2 separate regions of the Mus musculus genome follow, and region 1 is linked to region 2. The links are chromatin contacts, called in public Hi-C maps. All regions are on one chromosome and are shown on one strand. The core of a region is the stretch at or near the end of the contact, and the rest is flanking DNA. Distances in the headings are between cores, read along the strand shown.

Region 1 (4,037 bases), core at 111-2,610, 86 kb after region 2:
CCATTGTCCAGGGTCTTGGTGTAGTTTTAGCAGTTTGTCCATTTTTCAGGCAAGTTTTAGTAGATCCAGCTTGCTCTGGTGGAGCAGCACTACACCCCAGGTCATCTCTAAATCGCTGTATGCTAACATTTCATTTTTTCATTAAGATCAAAGACTGCAATCTTTAGGTGGTGTTCAACATTGTCCCACCTTCCCTTTCTGCTAAGTACAGTGCTGATTCTTGCCTGGTCATATTTGTATTTCTCAGTTTGCATGAGCATCCCCTCTACTGGTTTTGTTGTTTTTTTGTTTTTAGTTTTTAGTTTTGTTTTGTTTGTTTTTTGTTTTGTTTCTGTTTTGCTTTTATTTTTGTTTGTTGTTGTTATTTTGTTCTTTTTTTTCTTTTTGGTTTTTGGTTCTGATATTTTATTTTATTTTATTTTATTTGAGACAGGGTTTCTCTGTATAACCCTAGGTATCTTGGGACTCACTTTGTAGACCAGGCTGGCCTCGAACTCAGTAATCCGATTGCCTCTGCCTTCTCCTCTTGTCTGCGCTCAACTTGGAAATTATCTTTTAAGGCTTCTTTTTCTTTTCTTTTTTCTCTTTTTCTTTGTTCTTTCTTTCTTTCTTTGTTCTTTCTTTTCTTTTTTTTTTTTTTTTAATCTTGTTGCTTTCCTGAGTCAAAACGTTAAATGGTTCTCTGACATTTATAGTCTTTTTTTTGTGGTGAAGCTTTCAAGGTACTCTGCTACCTTGTTTCAACTTCCATTTACTATGCTTCATATCCCATTATATTTCACAGGAATCTTCTTCTCTAGCCAACTTGGCTCACTCAGAGCCCTTAATTATACCTCCTGGATTTTTGCCAGCGTGGTTTTGCCTCTCTGTCCTCTCAACTTCAATGTACAGACTCCTCTCTGGCATGGCACCGTTCCCCTTTTCAAACCCTGCTTCTCATTGTTTTAGTGCCTCCCAAATTAGGAAATGCTTCACCTAGATTGTACTCCTATTCGTCAAATAACAATGAAGAGGAAACTTCAGATTTTTAAGAGAGTAAGGCCGGTGCGATGATTTTTTGTCAGAAAAATCTCCGCCATATCGTTTTCCTTTCTATTTTTGAAGGTGGGAATCTGAAACATCCACCCATCCTAGACTTCAAAGTTATGTCAGACAAATCTGGCTGGCTTGTGGCAACGGGTGTTTGACCCTTTGTTTTTCATTCCTCTTCCTGAACAGAGATTGAGAATTCCTAGTGAAATCAAATTACAGTCTCAGTAGGAAAATGCCTCTTTCTTCGATTGACTTGAGAGACAAAGGGACTCCTATCTGTCTGATCTGCATTCAGGGTCACAGCTGAGATAGGAAGAGGAGAGCCTTAAGTACAAGATTGTGTGTGTGTAACCTGCTCCACAGCAGGTCTTCAGGATCTCACTGGGAAGAGCAATGAGCATCCTTGTGATGCTGCCAAGGAAATCATTCTTTTTGTTTTATAAGAAAGAAAATCTCCATCCTGTTGTTTTGAGCTTTAGGCCTAAGTGATTACACCACCGAGAATTCCAGAAAATACCTTCACTGCATTGCCAGCACTGGGTCCCACAAAATATGTGTCTTTGTAGCTTGTGAACCTTTGAAGTCTACTACACCTGGAAGCCCTGCTGGAGATGGTGGACATGTGGCTGTCACTCTTACTTAGGTTATGCACGTTTTACTTACACTTTCATTGCTTAACTACATTCTGCTGGCACTGAGACACCTTGGATAGCTCACTGCTCTATAGTTTGGGCTGTGCACAGAACTGCTTTTATAACAGGTAACACCCAAATAGTTACGGAGAACTTTTTTCATCCACAGTGTCCTGAAAATTAATTCATACCCCAGCTAACCTTGAACTTGTGCCATCTCTACTGTCTCAGTCTTCTGAATGCTAGAATTTCATTCAGGCATGAACCACCATGCTCAATTTAATGAACATATCCCATGAATCAAGTATTCTTCTGAATATTAGTGTTTTTTCTATGTGAGGATTTCCTTACTCTGGAATGCAATTTAAATTATCCAGCACTGAGAAGATTGTACTGTTTCAGGAGGCCTTGAGAAGCTCAAATACAAATAGGCACACAATAATTTAAAAATTTAAGCATATTCCATTGCCTTTAGTCTCCAAACAATTCTTACACATCACCCAGCCCTGCACAAATGACCTGATTCTAGTTTCTTGACTTCAGATACTGTTCAACACTGACTGAACTCAGTGTATTGAAACATCAATAAATAAAAAAATACAGAGGAGTATACTTCATAATCAGATCCACATTAGATTTTTGAACACAGATAAATTTAAAATTAATTTAGAATTTATGGACTGGTGGCCACTCTTGACATGACATGGTGAATGCTTTAATATGCAGTTGCTTATTCAAGAGACGTCATAGTGGGACTTTTTCACAGCTGTGTCGAGAAGGAGCCCTGACATTAATACAGATGGAGTTAAAAGTAGATAGTTATTTTCATTATTATTATCCATTTTTTGTTATTGCAACATGTAACATATATTATTTGCTGTTTGATTTAAGTCTATGTTACCTAAATGTCTGTTATTTGGCTTTCAATTCAGTTATCAGGTTTAAGGTTTTGTTTGTTTGCTCGTTTGTTTGTTTGTTTTGAATTAAAATGGCATGCTGTCAGAGATAGAATATTATTGCCCATTAACTTTAGACAGTAGTTCATACTGATTAGCAGTGGCTGAATAGTATCAAAGTAACCTCTGTAGTATATTTAAGGTATAGCAATTTTAATATAATTTTTAAGAAAAATCACTAACTGATTGTTTTCAGTATATAGTATTATATTTATGATCAATATTTTCCCTGTCTTTATCAACATTTTCAAGGAAACCTGAGTATTAATACTCAGGATTACTGAAAAAAATCCAAATATATTAGTTTAAAATTCTTTTAAAGATGTTAATGTTTACATTTAATTAATGCCTGCTTTCTCGGTCACTGACACAAGAAAATTAGAGCTCAAATATTTGCTTGTACAATTTTCAGAAATACTAATAGGAGATAAAAGGAAATAAACTAATATTTGTTTGCTTAATTTTATTTAATGTCTCAACTATATCAAATACCTCTTCATTACTCATAGAAGTATTTTGTAGAAAAGGCCACCATAAAATAGAGGCATTTATGTGAGCAGTGGAGAATGAGGCTGAGGGGAGACTTTCTGTTCACTGTCTTCCTGGCATCAGCCTTGGTGTCACACAACATAATGTGTTGGAGATTAGCCTGAACTGCATATGGAAACTCTGCATGAAAACAAAACAGAACAAAACAAAGAGCCTGGCATTGTAAGTCTGCCATCACTGCTCTAGAAGAATGGTTAGTTTAAGAAGATTGCAAGCCCAAAGATTACTCTTCTTACAGAGTGAGTTCAAGACCAGCCTGAGCAATAAAGTGAGACCTTACTTCAGGTGAAAAAACAAATTAAAATGGCTGAGAATAGAGCTCAGTAGGACACTGGCTGGCAGGGGTGAAGCCTTGGGTTTTTCTCTGTTTGGAAGCATTATTAATCATAGTCTTACACATAAAGACAAGCTTGCTGCTTTTAGTATTACCTAAGACACCTAGCTCAGCTCCTTAACTAATGTATTTCACAGACTTTGCTTAGCCAGACCCTAGTGCAGGGAGTCTCTGTCTAAGGGCTTCTCATGGTGTACAGTTAGTTTTCTCAAAGCTCTCTTGGTGCAATAAGCTGGCCCGTTTGCTACCAATTTTATGTAACTGTAGCAACTGGGAGGCCTTGGGTCTTCTCTGTTTGTTGAAAAATGGGATAGAACTCTATGAAGATCTCAATATGAAAAGCTGCAGTGCAGAGATCATCCAGGTCATTCTCAGTGGATTGCTATCACATTCATGTCTAGAGTTTAGAGAAACCTCACTTAAGCTACTAGCTTCTTTTGGAATCTTAATGAAAATATGAAGTTCTTCCAAAGAAAGACTGAATGAATTGTAAGGTTTTTTGGTGTTTTGTTTTGTTTTTGGTATTATAAACAA
Region 2 (3,714 bases), core at 476-2,975:
GCATAATTCATGAGACATGAAAGAAAAGGGCCATGTTTGGAGGGATCTATTAAAAATCAAAATAAAACAAAAATGAAGATCAAGAAGGTCTTATCACAACCCACATTTTCTCTGAGTTATCCAGAGGAAAAGTCAGCAGCTTCTCAACAGAACTTAAGGCTCCTGGTGTTCTGGACTCCACTTTGATGCACCCATCTGTCTCTATCAGTATTTCACATCCTATCTGGGAAGTGTGTATAATAAGTGAGTTTAGTTGGCAATTTTCCAAGACACATATTTAATGATTTTTCAGGGCTATTTTAAATATCTCTTATCTAAATTGTGACTTAGTACTTTATTTGATCAATGAGTTTTGCCAAGAATGTTGTAGAAGCATTTGCTTTTGGAGCCCTCCGTAATGAATGCATACTTCAATGTTGAAACTATCCAGGTTAGACTCCATCCAAAGCAGAGATTTTATTTTCAACGTGGACGATGGAAAGAGTGGCATAAAGATCAGAGTAGCAACATGAGAGACAACAAACTGTATTTATTTTTTATTTTATAATACAGACGTTGGCAACTAATTTAGTGCAAACCACATTCAAAGCAATACAGAGAAACGGGTTTGATAGAATAGTTTATGAAAGATGAAGAAAAATTAATTCATTGCAGAGCCCAGAAAGCTGATTCTGCAACAGGCAGCAGTAGAAGAATCCCAAAGCAGTCAGTGATTGGCTGATGGCATCTTTGTTCCAGGGACAGGCATCCCTCAGCAGATGCTTGGTGAACTCCTTGTTTCTTCCACCTTCCAAAGCACTGCTCAGCCGCCTGGCTTGTAGCTGATCTTTGGCAGCCTTCTAGTGAGTGGTGCACATCTCCCCCTCTCGACCGTCGCCAGGTGCCTGCTGCCGGGCAAACACTCACACAATGGACTCACTTGTCTGCCTCGATCCTCTCCTTGGACTTGCAGCCTGAGAAAACAACTTGCAAGAGTGAGAAGGACCCTGCCTGGAGCTTGGACTACAGAGCCTTCCAGACAGGTCAAAGCTGGTGCTCAAGCAGACAAAACAAACAATGCCTGGCCCAGGAAAGAATAAATTATCCACGTTCACAACCCCGCCCAGCATCATGCAACAAGCAAACGAAAATCTGGGATGGGATTTTTCCAAATAAAAGATTTTTTAAAATCTTTTGAATGGGGGAACACCCCAAGACAGCCAAAAAAAGAAAAAAAGGATTAATGTTGGCTTTGCAGTGACAACGCCCCCCCCCCCAAAAAAAAAAAAAAAAAAAAAACGCACTGCACGAATCCAGGTTCTCAGAGAACCACAAGGTGGAAAACGGACCTGGGGGAGGAAGTGACATGGGCAAAGCAATCTAGAAGAAATGGGAGCCCCAAGATCAAATGAATAAAATGATTGAGTTAAACCGGGTTTAAAGAGTGAAACTTGGGGAGAGGGACAAGAGCTCTCTGCAGGAAACTACCTGGAGATGAAAACCGAATAATAAGGAAGTGGCAAGCGGCAACTTTGCAGTGGGCAGCAAGTTGTGTGCCCTCTGATGCCTCCGCTGAACATCCCTGAGCTGTTCTTCTTTGGCGGAGCGCCCGCAGCATCAGCACCAGCGGCAGTACCAGCAGCGGCAGAGGCGGCGGCGGCGGCGGCGGCGGCGGCAGCTGCGCGCCTCCGGCCCGCCCCGCGCGGTCCCCGCTAGCCCGCGCCCTGCCCGTCTGCGTGTGCGTGTGCGTGCGCTCAGCCCAGCGTGAGCGGCACCTGCTAGTCCGGGCTCGCCGAGGAGGCCGCCTCGCCGGGCTCTCACCGCCGCGCCCGCCCGAGCGGCTCAGAGGGCTTCGAGGGCTCCGAGGTCGCCCAGCAGCCGCGGTGGCCCCGCTGCCTGCAAGTCCGCCTGGCTCCGAGTCACGTGTCAGTGCCCGAGGCAGAGACTGAGAAAAAAACGCGCTTCATTCCTTCTTCCACCGCCATACTGTATTTTCCTAAATCTCATTTTTATTCCAACATTTTACTCCCGCTCGGTGAGTACCTACTCAGTGGCATTCTTGTCCTATTCTTTTTTTTTTCCTTTTTTTTGTTTTTGTTTTTGTTTTTTTTTTTTCTTCTTCTTCTTCTTCTTTTTCTTCCCACTTCTTTGATTATTGTTTGTATTTGGGAAAGCTGACGAGCATAGTCTTAAGCCTTTTCCTCAATCAAGTTTTCCTAGCATGCGATGGTTCTCTAGACAAGGCGCTGTGTCTGGGAGTCCGCGGCAGCGGTGCTCTCTGCGAGCGGCTCCCAAGTCCAGCAAAATGTGCAACTGGTTTTATGGAAAAAGCGTTGTGAAGTATGGTGCCTATTTTTTTCCCTTTGTAAAGATAAGAAAGCATGTTTCTAACTCTTTTTTACGTACTCTTTTTCCGATTGCATTTTTGTGTAGGTGGGATTTTCCAGCAGTGTTCACAAGTTTGTCGTCTTGCAATTCGATTCGCACCACTGAGCAAAGACATTAATTTTGCATTTTTATGACCTTTTTGGAAGCCTGTGAGAAATATTTCGTTTTTTCCCCTCCTGTTTTTGATATCAGTTGATAACATGAAACTTTTCTTGCAGCTAGTTAAAGGGATTATTTTTAAGCAGTTGCTTTTTTTCCTCCTTTACATTAACTATTACTTTTGCATATTTGACTTTTTTATTTAAAAAACCCGAGATAATTTTATGATAGATATCCTGATATCTATATTATCCCTTCTTCCTCCTTCTCCCCTCCCCGTAAATCAATTTTCAAATGATGGCAGTGGAAGGTTTTTCTGGAAAAAAAAATGAAGTGCGGTTTGGTTTCCTTGTCAACGGAGGATGAAGTGAACAGCACAACAGCTCGCAGAGAGCAGGTACTTGGCCCCCTCGGTGGCGTTCCCCGGGTGTGTGATGGCAACGCTGGCCAAGAAGTCTGTGTGCGCGCGTGTGTGCGTGTGCGAGGGTGTGTGCGCGTGTGCGCGCCGGTTCTGGGCTGTGTCCGAGCCCGCAATGGGGAAAGCCGCGCCGGAAGCCAGAACAAAAGTGCTCTCTGGGCCGCGATGGTTTTGAAGATGCGAACACCCCGTCCCCTGGTGGCGCCTAGGTTTGGGTGGCTGCAGGGGAACCAGAGCACAGCCGGCGGTCCAGCAAGTTGGCCTTAGCCACCCGCAGCGCCGGAAGCCTAGGGCCCCGCGGGGCGCTGACTGTGCGGTGATCCGGTCCTCCGGGCGCAGATGGAGGGTGAAGGGGCGGGGACCGCTGCCGCCCGGAGGCTGGCGGCTGGTCAGGCAGCCAGAGCTCGAGGTGTCTAGGATGGCAGCAGTCACTGAGCGCTGCTCTCTCGCCTCTGCGACCCGCGGGAGCAGCGCAGTGGGTTCTTCCCAGCCGCCTCCGCTAGCTCCGGCAGCTTCACGTCTTCCGTGTTGTCTCCCTCATGCTTTCCTGGCGGCGTCGCTTTGCTTTTAAACCCTTGCTGGTGTCTTCCGAGGAGAGGGAATGGTCACTTGTACCTGTGCATACTAGGTTTAATGGGACGACGCCTACAAGGTACATTATCCTTTCTTTAAAAATAGACTGTTTCATTTTTAACCACCAGATACTGATTGTATAGGTGCCCCCTACCCCAGGCCGACGACTGAGTAGGGCAAAGGGCCACTGAAGGTGGCCACTGATGTAGTGCTGAAGTACTGAGGGTTGAAATGTCATCTATAGTGTTTGAGTGCCC

Evidence for each region. A called contact is a pair of places that touch in the nucleus more often than the background predicts.
Region 1: a Hi-C map of cerebellum shows a contact between it and region 2, with 2.4 times the contacts expected there. The contact joins the enhancer-like site here to the promoter of Ralyl in region 2. A contact is called at or near these places in 5 of 484 Hi-C or Micro-C datasets (brain, cerebellar granule neurons, cerebellum and 2 more) and 1 of 9 other capture datasets (pancreatic islet).

What each region holds. Positions count from the first base shown.
Region 1 is chr3:13,556,536-13,560,572 of GRCm38.p6, forward strand. All of the region lies in intron 1 of Ralyl (RALY RNA binding protein-like), which reads left to right. Among named protein-coding and RNA genes, the nearest start is that of Gm2464, 87 kb to the left of the region's middle. Within about 2 kb of position 1,361, at least 3 of the 459 cell types and tissues checked have an H3K27ac peak or open chromatin away from gene starts, as enhancers often do. A contact at or near this core is called in cerebellar granule neurons and cerebellum, where this site is marked.
Region 2 is chr3:13,469,930-13,473,643 of GRCm38.p6, forward strand. It overlaps Ralyl (RALY RNA binding protein-like), which reads left to right and starts at 1,726. Exons shown (of 9, transcript NM_001357033.1): 1 at 1,726-2,863. It overlaps Gm2464 (a long non-coding RNA gene), which reads right to left and starts at 1,900. Exons shown (of 2, transcript XR_003954437.1): 1 at 1,468-1,900; 2 at 510-953.